Linked DNA regions of Drosophila melanogaster: region 1 is linked to region 2. The links are chromatin contacts, called in public Hi-C maps. All regions are on one chromosome and are shown on one strand. Each heading gives the region's core, a stretch centred on a gene start, on an enhancer-like site or on the middle of the called end of the contact. The rest is flanking DNA. Distances are from core to core; before and after follow the strand shown.

The links. A called contact is a pair of places that touch in the nucleus more often than the background predicts.
Region 1: a contact with region 2 is called in a Hi-C map of the Kc167 cell line, with 2.9 times the contacts expected there. The contact joins the promoter of tos here to the promoter of ncm in region 2. A contact is called at or near these places in 41 of 107 Hi-C or Micro-C datasets (the Clone 8 cell line, the D17-c3 cell line, the Kc167 cell line and 13 more) and 1 of 6 datasets of contacts at active chromatin or transcription factors (the Kc167 cell line).

The regions. Positions count from the first base shown.
Region 1 is chr2L:18,678,610-18,685,190 of dm6, reverse strand. tos (tosca) reads left to right here and starts at 3,116. Exons shown (of 2, transcript NM_057797.4): 1 at 3,116-4,036; 2 at 4,092-5,560. The coding sequence starts at 3,233. The coding sequence ends at 5,486. CG31751 reads right to left here. Exons shown (of 4, transcript NM_165260.2): 2 at 6,030-6,352; 3 at 2,802-2,926; 4 at 1,476-2,746. The coding sequence starts at 6,337. The coding sequence ends at 1,926. msl-1 (male-specific lethal 1) reads left to right here. Exons shown (of 2, transcript NM_057548.4): 2 at 1-1,471.
Region 2 is chr2L:18,446,562-18,453,310 of dm6, reverse strand. ncm (nucampholin) reads left to right here and starts at 4,354. Exons shown (of 3, transcript NM_136033.3): 1 at 4,354-5,062; 2 at 5,219-6,530; 3 at 6,595-6,749. The coding sequence starts at 4,457. It overlaps bsf (bicoid stability factor), which reads left to right. Exons shown (of 5, transcript NM_078872.5): 3 at 1-1,294; 4 at 1,351-3,072; 5 at 3,136-3,794. The coding sequence ends at 3,677.

The DNA of each region.
Region 1 (6,581 bases), core at 1,867-4,366, 230 kb before region 2:
GGGAAGTCGTTGCGTTTGACATACTAATGATTTTCAGTTTTAAATCATGAATTATTTCTTAAGCTTAACGTGAAAGCACCAGAGTTAACAGTAACGATTACCACAGATCGTCTAGAAGTCAAATAATCCAGAGCAGACGATGTTTATTGTATATATGGTTCCTCAACTGTCCGTTTTTATTTGTGTAATAAAATGAACGGAACGCTGAATTCTGGAACATTAGAAATTCTTTGTTATAGAATCTATAAATTTATGTCAAAGTTTTGTCGTTTCTTATGCGATGAGAGATCTTAAAAGGCAAGTAAATTGAGCTGTCCTATTCAAACATTTTTCTATTAAATTGTTATCATATTTATTTCCTTGAAATATAAATAATTCGATCTTATATTAGATGTAAATGAATCCAAATGTTCGTCGCCTGGTCTGGAAATGATTAGTTTTTAGTTAACGTCTTGCAATTGAAAAGAGTTTCACCCTTGCTTGTTTCCAATGTACGTAAATTACTTAGTCCCACACAGCATGTAATTCAAACCAGTCGCTTAGTTAGATTGGTTAACTCATCTCAGCTTTATCACCTTTAAAATCGCCCGCACTAAAGTGATAAGAACACGAAAGATATTCACATAAGTTATATTGGGCATTTTTTTGGAGAAAAACAATGAAATTCGTAGACTTATATTTTTAAATATTTTTTTTCTTTAGCCCTTATAACCATTTTTTTTGTCTTTGTTTATACTGTTATATCTGTCGATTCTCGAATGCAGACAACGTGTGTGTTGCAAAGAGTTACTCAGGTATATCTCTGATAATTTGTCTTTTTTTTTAGGATTTGATTGTGTAAAAATTGAGTGCGAGTGGTTGTCTGCTTCGAGTAATCAAATTATACATTGGATCTATTGTTTTATTTTATTAACTTCATTAAACTTGTTTTATGTTGTATCGAACAAGAAAGGCCGTTAAGATGAAAACTAGATTTGAAGAATAAATATAAAACTGATTCCCGAACTGCACACCCGTTTGGCCTTATGGGCACCATGTATTTTTGGCTAAATATTGTTTCGTTTAACACTTCTTCTGTTTGACTTTCTGTCGCAATGATATGGAGCCTGCCAACGTCCGGAGAAATCAAATCACCAGCTCGCTTTCGAGTGGCGTCTTATTTTTGTACATTTCGATAGGTGTAAAGTCGGTTACTTGTAATATAGCGTTAAGTAGGCACTGTACCCAAACGCATAGAGATAATTATAATGTAACAAAGTAAATACGATACGATGTACATTGTCCAGGAAAAGGAGGAGCGGAGGGTGGATGAACTTCGTTCAACACCATTTTACACCATTCAATGTAATTAGCGTTAAATAGTTCAATTTACTGAAGCTTCAACTAAAAATCAATTCGAAATTAATTGCCACCATTGTAGAGCCCTAAACAAACTCACCTACTGTAAGAATAAATGTACTACATACAATGTATTTGTATTTGTTTAACAAGTTTTATTGTAAAGATAACGATAATAATATACAGGATAAAGTAAATTGTAAAGCAACGAAATGCAATCAATACTTGGACTTGCAACTTATTTTGCACAGGTGATATGTAAATGAAATTCTAATAATTGACAATGGGTTTATTTAACAGGCCTCAATTGATTTTCCAATGACCTGGCATCGCTTGCTTCTGGTTTCCTTAGATGTCTTTTTGTTTGCGATCATCTCGATATAAACTTGTTTAGGGGCTAATTGCAAATGTATTTAATATCTTAGAAAATGCTTCATTATACTCTATATATTGGCTGTGACAATTTTATCTGACCCTCGTTACCTAATGGAAAACATAACATACAAAATCTTCAACAACCAGAATAGCTGGATTGAAAATCAGTTAAAATACCTTTAAAAAACGGAAAAGCCTAACGGAATTTTATATTATTTATTGCTCTGCGTCAAGTACTGGTGTCCAGTGCTTGCCCACAGCTCATCAATATCGTCAAAGCTCTCGCGCCACAGCTTCTGAAGGAGCTTCCATCCCTTTTCCTGGGTCACCAGGAGGTACTCATTTGTGGGATGCAGCGTGTGGGTGTAGAGTCCCATTACCAGGCTCTGAACAAATCGGGCAGTAACACAGTACTTGAGAAGGGCCAGCTCGGAATTCTCAATTGGGTTCAGACTGGTATAACCGGACAGAAATATGCCACCATTGGCCAAATCGTTGGCCTGCAGTATCATATAAGTGAGGGCAATTCCAATTTCGAAGATCAGTGGCGATTTGCTCGTATCACCGAAATCAATAACTCCCTTGATGGTATATTCAGTTTGATTGGGCACCTGCTCCACCACTATATTTTGTTCGTTGAAGTCCCCATGGATGATCTGGTGCTCCATGGATGGCAGTTGGCTCAGAACCTTGGCTTCAAAGGCATCGATCACCTCGTCGCAGATAAGCCGCTGCTCCTGATCCTTCACCACGTACAGGAATTGCCTAAGCTCGGGAACACTCTGAAGCATCCACAAGGTCTTGTGGCTTTCATATGCCTGGTGGGTGAAGTTCTTGAGGGCTCGATCCAACCTGGCCAAGTATTCGCCGCTGCGGTAGAGCAGGTGCTTCGTCACCGGCACCTGGTGGAAGATTTCTCCCGGTATAAATTCCAGCAGTCGCACCACATTCGAATTCCCATTCAGCCGTTCCACAGAGTAATACTTTCCTGTTGCATTGGCTACTGGTCGTGGGCATTTCACACTGTGTTTTCCTAGGGAATACGATTGCATTGTCAATTTGCTGATGATTTGGCTAGCAATTCTTACCCAAGTAAAGCAGCATCTGGTTTTGGGCATCCACGAAGTCCTCTTTCTTAGAGTCCAGTGAGTTGAGGATTTTCAGGACGTATCCGTGTGGACAGTGGGTTACAATGAGGGGGTTCTTAACATTACTGCAATACGGAAATGTATTCAATAGGAAATTACTTATCTTAAGGAGTAAATAAAAAATGAGGCATAACAAAGCGCCACATTCATAAAAATACAAAATAATATCTGTTAGAAATATTGAATTATTTTTAAAATCCAAGTGTTGGATAATGATAGACATATGCGTTCCATGTGAATGGCAATTCGAATTTTTTTTATAGCATCGCACTTTGGTCACACTGATGCATTGGCAATTTTGGCGCTAAGATCCGCAATTTTATTAATTGTTTATTTCGTTTTTATATGTGTTATTGTTGTTGGTCCTAACCATGGGCATTACCGGCCTAATTCCCTTCGTGGGCAAGGCCTCCTCGCAGCTGCATCTAAAAGACATTCGCGGCAGCACAGTGGCCGTGGACACATATTGCTGGCTACACAAGGGAGTCTTCGGCTGTGCGGAGAAGTTGGCCCGCGGCGAGGATACGGATGTTTATATACAATACTGCTTGAAGTATGTGAACATGCTGCTGTCCTACGACATCAAGCCCATTCTGGTCTTCGATGGGCAGCACTTGCCGGCCAAGGCTTTGACCGAAAAGCGGAGAAGGGACTCCAGGAAGCAGAGCAAAGAGCGGGCGGCGGAACTCCTTCGATTGGGTCGCATCGAGGAGGCCCGATCCCATATGCGACGCTGCGTGGATGTCACCCACGACATGGCGTTGCGGTTGATCCGGGAATGCCGGAGCCGGAATGTTGACTGCATTGTGGCGCCCTACGAGGCCGATGCCCAAATGGCCTGGCTGAATAGAGCAGATGTGGCCCAGTACATCATCACCGAGGACTCGGACTTAACGCTTTTTGGAGCCAAGAACATCATATTCAAGCTGGACCTCAACGGCAGCGGCCTGCTGGTGGAGGCGGAAAAACTTCACCTGGCCATGGGCTGCACGGAGGAGAAGTACCACTTTGACAAGTTCCGGCGCATGTGCATCCTATCCGGCTGTGATTACCTGGACTCACTGCCTGGCATCGGACTGGCCAAGGCGTGCAAATTTATACTAAAAACGGAACAGGAAGACATGCGAATAGCATTAAAAAAGATTCCAAGTTACCTCAATATGCGCAATCTTGAGGTAAGTTAACTTGCGGTTAGGTCTGAATTGTAAGACTAATAATCCTTTAATCCAGGTAGATGACGACTATATTGAAAACTTCATGAAAGCGGAGGCCACCTTCAGGCACATGTTTATCTACAACCCGCTAGAGCGTCGCATGCAGCGGTTGTGTGCCCTCGAAGATTATGAAACTGATGAGCGCTACTGCAGCAATGCTGGCACCTTGCTGGAGGATAGCGAGCAGGCTTTGCACTTGGCCCTAGGCAACTTGAACCCCTTCTCTATGAAGCGACTGGACTCTTGGACACCGGAAAAGGCATGGCCAACGCCGAAGAACGTGAAACGATCCAAGCACAAAAGTATTTGGCAAACGAATTTTCAAAGCGAAAACACTCACACGCCGAAGAAAGAAAATCCGTGTGCCTTGTTCTTCAAAAAAGTGGATTTTGTGGGCAAAACTCTAAACGAGGAAATCGAAGCTAATCAGCGACTGGAACAGGCTAAACAAACGGAGGCCGAGTTGTTTAACATGTACAGTTTCAAAGCCAAAAGGAGGAGAAGTCCGAGCAGGGAAGATTCTGTAGATCAAGAACGTACACCTCCTCCGTCGCCGGTGCACAAAAGTCGGCACAATCCATTTGCCAAGGAAAGGACTGGAGAAGAAGCTAATCAGCGATCCCCAGTAGTTTGTGAGAATGCCTCTTTGCTGCGTTTGCTTAGTCCGAAAAAGGCAAGTCCGTTGGATGGAGAAGCTGGTGTAAAAAAGGTTGATTCGCTTAAAAGAAGCATATTCGCCAAGGAACAAGTTCAGATCCGAAGTCGCTTCTTCGCCACGCAGGATGAACAGACAAGGCTTCAAAGGGAGCACTTAAGAGATACGGAAAATGACGATATGGATGAGCAGAAGCTGAGCTCTCACTCAGGCCATAAGAAACTAAGACTAGTATGTAAAGACATTCCAGGGAAGAACCCAATAAGACAACGTTGTAGTTCACAAATCAGTGACGGTGAAACAGATACAGATACCACAGCCTCTTCTCTTTTGGAATCACAAGATAAAGGTGTTCCTTCGCCTTTAGAATCCCAAGAAGATCTCAACAACTCTCAACCCCAAATACCAACTGAAGGCAATACCAATTCAACAACTATTCGCATTAAGTCACTGGATTTACTTCTGGAAAACTCTCCGGAACCCACTCAGGAATCCGACAGGAACAATAATGATGCCATCATTCTGCTATCGGACGACAGCTGTAGCTCGGATCAGAGAGCATCATCTACCTCATCCTCCAGCCAGCAACGCCAGAACTTTTTGCCAACCAGCAAACGAAGAGTGGGGCTGAGTAAACCCTCCACTGCCAAGAAGGGCACTCCTAAATCTAGGACGAATGGAAAACTGGGTGCCGTGAGCCAGAATCAAACCAAGCTCAGCATGTTTGGCTTCCAGACGAAACCTGTCCTCAAATAGATGGCTCTTCTAGATTGTAAGCTTTTTGTTCTCTAGATTTATCTAATTTATTAAAGTGAAGAGCTGAACTGACTACATCAGTGCTGAATGCCATGAATCCATCAAGATAGCAATTGCGATGCTGGCAAGGTGACTGTCGACTGCGTCACACTCAACTGCCGCGACTAACAACTTTAATTAAACTGGGTATAAATAGATGCTACATACCGCCGCATTTCTCCGGCTCATTATTATTTGTTTTCGTGTTGCACAGTCGTACTACGAACAGCAGCTAAAATTGCAGTCATGTCAAAGCACAGAAAATATGTTGTGTTGATGCTTTAAAGGAGATATTATTTCAAGCAACGAATTCTTGTGTTTACTATATAGAAGACTAATCCTGATCTAAATGATATATTATGATGTTTGAAATTGCCTGTGCTAATAATCTGACTGCAGCTGTATGAGATGCTTACGCTGAACTCCCATACACGAGATAAACCTCCGGATGTGGTGCGGGATTGGGAAAGGGTGTCAGCGAGATACTGTCATCGCTTTGCTTACCTATCCTCCTTGACAAAGAAGTTGCGATCGTCGTAGGCGACGATTTCCTTAACCTCGCTTATCGTGATCCCGTAGAGGCGACGCAGCAGGCTCTCCACGTCCTCGGGCTCCACTTTTGGGCGCACGTCCGATCCTGGCTTGAGGAGATCGCCATCTGCAGCTGTTGATTCATCGGCACTGGTGCCATTGCCATTCGAGGACTTTGCCGTGTTTTCCTTGTTCAACTTCTCGGCGGCATCGTAGGCATGATTCAGGGTATACGACTTTTTGGACATGTTCGTCAGCTCCACATTGTTCCACTGCTCCATTTTATTTTTGGGGCTCTATCGGAGACGCAAAAGACCAAAGGCCAAGAAACCGTGAGTAAAAAAATATCAGTTAGAAGACGAATAAGAGCAGAGGTGGAAAATGTTTTCGGTTGCGCGTTCTCCAGCGAAATGAATTGTGTTTCAGTTTGCGTCTCAATTGAAACGAGTTCGTCGACGTCTTCTCCATATCTTTTTCGCCAGTTTGTGTGCGTTCAAGTACAGTCAAGCCTCGTCTATATAATCC
Region 2 (6,749 bases), core at 3,105-5,604:
TCCGCCAAGGGTATCTTGGGAGTGATGATGCAGGCCGGCTTGGAGCCCAGTGCTGACACCTACACCACTCTCCTGTGCGCCTTTGCGCGCCACGGAGACCTGGCTGCCGTAAAGGAAACCCTAGCTGAGTGTGAGCAGAAGGAGATCATTTTGCTGGACAAGGATCTGCTGGACATTGTGTACACTCTTACCGTCAACGGCAATGGTGAACACGTGGATGACGTTCTGACCAAGCTTCGTCTCTCGCCTGGTTTTAATCAGGATGCAGTGAACGTGATCCTTCGGCTGGTCAACAAGGGACACGAGGATGTGGGGCTGAAGCTCCTTCGCGTGATGCCAAGGAGCAGTCGTGTGAACGGTGAGCCCGTTGATGTGGGAGCTTTCTTCATCAGGCAGATGGTTAAGGCCAATCGGCCAGTGGAGAAGATCTTGTCCATCTGCAAGAGCCTGCAATCAGAGGGGCTTAATCCCAAGGCTCTGACTATTGCCACCGAAGCTGGCTTGACCAATGGCGTAATCAATAATGCGCTTCCCTTGCTGCAGGAAATGAAAAATGCTGGCTTGCCCATCAGGCAGCACTACTTCTGGCCTTTGATCTGTTCCGCGGAATCTAATCAAGTCTTGGAAATCGTACGTCGCATGCAGCAGGAGTTCTCAGTTTTCCCCAACTCCGAAACGGTCAGAGATTATGTCATTCCCAACTTGAAGGAAAAGAACTGGGAAAGAATCGTCACCTCTCTGAGGGATGCTGGGGTTCCCAACTCCACTGCTGTCACCTCGGCCGTCTACTCCGCATTAGTGACCCACCAGATTGCCGAAGCAGCCAAGATTATGGAGAAGAACAGAGCTTACTACGTGCCCTTCTTGTTCAAACAACCTTTGATTCTGGCCCTCAGCCATACGAACGATTATGCCTCCTTCATCCGATGTGTCCGCCAAATTCACGAAGGATTGCAATTCAGGCAAGGCAAGGATGAGGAAGTTGAGCAGGTAGAAGGCGTGGCTGCCGTTCCGACGGAGCGCATCACTCCCGATGTTGTAGGTGCAATAGTCCAGGAGGCAACCACCTATTTCCGCCGCGATCGCGGGGCCACGTTGGAGAAAATCCTCAAAGGGTTGGTCAAGCAGGGCTTGTCCATTAGCAGTGACAAAGCCACCCAACTATCCGAGCAGTTGGGTTCCGAACTGACTCCAAAGATTTCCGAACTTCTGGGTAAACTTAGCTCGGGAGAACTGGAGCCAGTTCCTCTTCCAAACAGCGGCAAGAGAAGCCTGGATTCGCTGTCCATCAATGGTAAGTTGTTAGATGTTATTAAAATACTTATCTAATATCTATATATTTTCTTTCAGAACTCGAGCGATTCATTGTGAATGTGGAGGGCAAGGGAGAAAATGCCAACAACATCAAGAGGCAACTCCTCAACGCCTGTTTCCGTTCGCAAAACTTGGAGAAGACCCTCCAGGTCATCGAGAAACTCGAGGCCGAAAAATTCCAAATCCCCGTTGGCATTTATGCCCAGCTCATCGATCTGAACACGCATCACAAGAAAAGCTCTGAGGCCTTAGAAATCTATGGCAAACTTAAAGCAAAGGACGCCACTTTCCAGTTGGATAACTTGAAGGCGGTTCGACTGGCTGATCTTCTCTTGCAAGAGGAACGCGTGGATGCTGCTTTTAAGATACTGGAGGAGAACAAGAAGGAAGTTCCCGTAGCCGAGGCCGAAGGAAGCTATAATTACATGAGCACCGTGTGGAGAATTTTGAACTCACTAGCCGAGGCCGGTCAGCCGGAGAGGCTGCGCAAATTGTTCGACGTACTGGTGGGGGCCAATTATATTGTGCCCACCAATGTGCTGCTGGGTCCACTGATCAAGGTTCACCTGGTCAAGGATGATATTCCCAAGGCAATCGAAGCCTTCGAGGAGATTTGCCAGAAGTATAAGTCCACGCCTTGGAAGAACGAGCTGGCTTGCCGTCTAATACAGAAAGAAGATGCTGCCAATCTGCAAAAGTTAACAGACTTGAGCACTGGAATCCATGGTGAAGTAAACAGCCTTTACGATCTGGTCTTCTCCTTTGTGGAGTGCGGCCGTGTGCGGCAGGCCAGGAAGATCCTGGAAACCCCCGGACTGCGTACCCGTCCGCAAAGAATAAACAGTGCCTGTGATCGTTACAAGAATGAGGGACTACTGCAACCGCTGGAAGGTCTTATTGAAGCCACGAAGGACCTGGGACATATCGACAGGAATAAGATTTACTACACGCTCCTCTTGAGCTACGACAAGGCAGATGAGGCGGAGAAGGCTTTGGGACTGTGGACTAAAATGCAGGAGGAGAATGTGACACCAAACGATGCTTTCCTTTTGAAATTGGCAGAAATCCTGAGTAAGAAAAATATTGACGTGCCTTTTGTGGTGCCAGAGACCCAAAACGAACAAGCCAAGGCCAAAAAAAGCAAAGCGAAAGATGCAACGACAACAGAAGCAGCCACAGAAACAGCTAAAGTAGCAGAACAGCCCAAGGAGAAGGCTGCGAAAAAGGAGCCAGCTAAAACGGAAACAGCAAAGCCACCCAAAACCGCCTCCCATTTGTCCGGCTTCCGCAAGGCAATCCAGGCCAATGATCCAGATGCAGCCATCTCGCATAAACAAAGTGTTCTGAGTGGCGAGAAAATTGGAGCTTTGGACACCTCTCGACTGATCGAGCTCCTGGTTCGAGCTGATCGCTTAACGGAGGCCACCAAGTATGTCGAGGAGCTCCTGGGCGATAAACTGCACCCGCAGCCCAAGATCTTCAAGTTTTACCTGAACAAAATTGCCGCTGCAGGCGATCTGGAAACAATGCAGAGAATTGGCCAGCAGCTGAATGACGAGCAGAAGCGTCTGATTTCCTTTGACAATCGGTTTTGTCATGCCAATATAGTGGCCGGAAAGGCGGAGGAGTTCCTGAAGCACTTGACCACAGAAATCGATGCGGCCAAAACTCCCGAGGAGTCAACCAAGCTGGCTGAGAAGTTCCCACGCGGAGGAGCAGTTGGCATTTTGGAAAAACACCCGGAATTGGTGCCGCAATGTAGGTCCCAGAAATGCCTATTAAACAAGTGTTAAAACTATAAATTTTTCTGATAATTTTCAGATCAATCCCTCGCTGAGAAGTTTGCTGCTCACAATCAACTAGGACCCATGAATGTCCTGTGGATGCATTTGATTTCCACTGGCCAGGAGGCGGCTTCTAAGGAGATTTGGGATAAGCACCTGTCCAATGCCCCAAGGCTGATGTTCCAGCGCGTTTTGCAGACGGCTCGCGAGCAGCAGGACGAGAAGCTCGCCTCCACAGTCATTTCCCAGCTGAAGAACAGCAAAATCTCCGAGGGCGCGATCGGAAACGCGTACTCCTGCCTCATTGACATCCAGACTACCAAGGGCAACTCCGACAAGGCCATGGTTGTCTTGGCCAATGCCATTAAGGACGTATCCTTGGAAAACATCAACAGGACAGCTCTGCTGCGTCTGAAACAGGCGGTGGAGGAGAAATCCCAGAAGTTCCCCTACACGATCCCCGAGAAGCGGACGAAGGCCGACGACTCCAGCTCGTCCTCCTCTTCATCCTCCAGCGACGACGACGTGTCGCCATCGGTACCGGAAACTGTTCCACCCAAACCGGACAGCAAGGCCTAGAGGTTTCTGCAAAAGGTCCTTGTTTAGTGTAGGCCGTCGTGATTAAAGCTTATTTTTAAAGTATTTACTATGGATAAACAATTTGTAAACTAAAATAAATTTAGTTGTTTTGTTGCGAAAGTGCGCCAGTTATTTTTCTAGGGGATTCAACTGAGCGATAAAGGATCTTTTTTACTATTTTCAAGATGAAGCTATCATTTTTAATTTTCAATAAAATAATGGTTCAATTCATTCCCTTAAGACAGATCCTAAAATTAATTGGAAGCACGCATGATGTTGTAAAACACGATTGCCCGTTTTGGAGCCCAAAAATCGCTAAAAAAAAAAAGTTTCGTTTCAAATTTAATGTTCTTGTTCCATATCCTTGTTCCATTTTCGAGCTGATATTCGAAATTTCTGCAGTGCAATGAACCAAATATGTTATAACAAATATATTACACTGTTTTAGTCGTAAAAAAATCGTTGCCCTTAAATATTGAGGTTCGCTGTGCTATAAAATTTACGATAGTGCCATATTATAAAATTAATTTTAAAATATCATTTTTTCTAATGTGGAACTTGAATTTAAATTTTCAGTTCAATTTAAAAAACACATTTAGCATTTCTATAGCTGACTATCGAAACTACAATTTCGATACGATTTAGCAGTCAAACACATGTGTATATCGATACCGTCGCCACTGGTGTCCCATCTCTAATTCTATCGCCGCGTTGTGTTTTTTGCTGCCCAATAATTTTCATCGTTGTTTTCCCTGAAAATTTCTCGAAATAAACGCGCGATGGGGGAAAGCGATGCCGAGAGCGATTCGAGCAGCAATTCCAGCAGCAGCGACACTTCCAGTGGCAGCGACAGCGACGCCAGGAGCGAGTCCTCGTCCTCCGAAAGCAGCGGGCGCGAGGAAGAGGAAGCAAAGCAGGAGGAATCCGCCAAAGATGCCAAGAAAACTGACGATACGGATAGGGGGGAGAAGCGTGCCAAGGAGAGGGATGCTGGACAGGATGAGCAGCCCACTGAGCAGAAGAAAACTCCTGCGGCTGAGCCTCGTTCGGAGCGCCAGCACATTTCCCATTCTGCTGGCGTGGAAAAGCAGCAAGAAGAAGCAGTAGCAGCTGCGGAGGCGGAAAGCGAGAAATTAAATGAAGCGAAAAAAGTTGAAACACCTGTCCAGCGGAAAGAGGAAGCAGAAGCCTCAAGTGTGACGAAAGAGCTGAACAGCCCGAAGGCCCAAGAGGAAAACGCTGCACGGGAATTAGAAGAGCGGAGGAAGGATGAAGAGCAGCCAGTGACCACCAATGGAAGTAGCAAGGAATCGCCGGTGGAAGCAGCAGCTGAAACAGTGAAACCTCCCACTGCGGACCACATCGAAGAGGGCGAGATAACCGACGTAAGTCATCATGTTTGGGTAGAATTCGGTATTAAGCCGCTTTACTATTTCGTCATCAATGAAATTCAAATTATTTAATTAATGAAATTAATTCAACACAATCATTTATCAGCTAGTTTTTTCATCATCATGATATGATAAATTTTCATTTTTTAGAAAGACGAAGATGACCTACCGACTAAAGAGGAAAAGAAAGCTGTCGCATCTAAGAGTCCACCCAAAGAAACCCAACGAAAACAAAGCCGCAGCCCGGATGGCAAACGACGACGCCCACGCTCATCCAGCAGGAGTCCATCACCCAGCAGCCGTCGTCGTCGTCGCTCGAGAAGCAAAGGCAGCAGGACCCGGAGTCGCAGTAAAAGTCCAATCCGCCGCAGATCCAATTCTTTGGAGAGAAGACGCGTTGAGCGACAGAGACGTCATGAGGAGCGAGATAAACGCGATGAAGAGCGAGCCAAGGAGCGAGAAAAGCGCCATCAAAAGGGCGAACCAACCAGCAGCAGGCGTAGAGATGATTCGAGGGAAAAGAAGAGGTCGCCAGAACGCAAAAGAGATCGATCCTCCTCCACTCCGAAATCCAAATCCTCAAAGACCCCACGCCACACCGAAACCACCGAAACTAATGCAGACAATGAAACCGTAACCGAACCGGCAGCCAAAATAACTGAGCGCCAACGAAAGACCGTCGATGTGCTGACATCTCGGACTGGAGGAGCCTATATTCCGCCGGCGAAGCTGCGCATGATGCAGTCACAGATCACGGACAAATCATCCGCTGCCTATCAGAGAATTGCTTGGGAGGCTCTCAAGAAATCGATCCATGGTTACATAAACAAAGTGAATGTAACAAATATAGCCATCATCACCAGAGAGCTTCTAAGAGAGAATATCGTGAGGGGAAGGGGCTTACTAAGCAGGAGCATCATCCAAGCCCAGGCTGCTTCGCCCACATTCACCCATGTATACGCCGCTCTGGTGAGCATTATAAATTCAAAGTTTCCGAACATAGGAGAGCTCCTCCTCAAACGTCTGGTCATCCAATTTCGTAGGGCGTTCCGACGCAATGATAAGATGGTTTGCATGTCGGCCACTCGATTCATTGGCCATTTGGTTAACCAGAGGGTGGCACATGAGATTCTGGCACTAGAAATCCTTACCCTGCTGGTGGAAACGCCAACGGACGATTCTGTAGAGGTAGCCATCGCTTTTCTGAAAGAGTGTGGTATGAAACTGACTGAGGTTTCGTCTAAAGGCATTGGGGCCATCTTCGAGATGCTGAGAAACATTCTGCACGAGGGAAAGTTGGACAAGCGTGTACAGTACATGATTGAGGTGCTGTTTCAGATTCGAAAGGATGGCTTTAAGGATCATCAGGCTGTTGTTCCGGAACTGGAGCTCGTTGAGGAGGACGATCAGTTCACACATCTGATGATGCTGGATGAAGCCACCGAAACGGAAGATATACTAAGTGAGTTTATCTACGAAAGGTTTAGTTTGTATTGAACTCTAATAATTTTTACGTTTCTTTATAGATGTTTTTAAATTTGACGACAATTATGCCGAAAATGAGGACAAATACAAAGGCCTAAGTCGTGAGATCCTGGGAAGCGACGATGGCAGTAGTTCAGGCTCGGGCTCCGGATCAGATTCGGATAGTGATTCGGATGGAGAATCCGGATCCGATGCG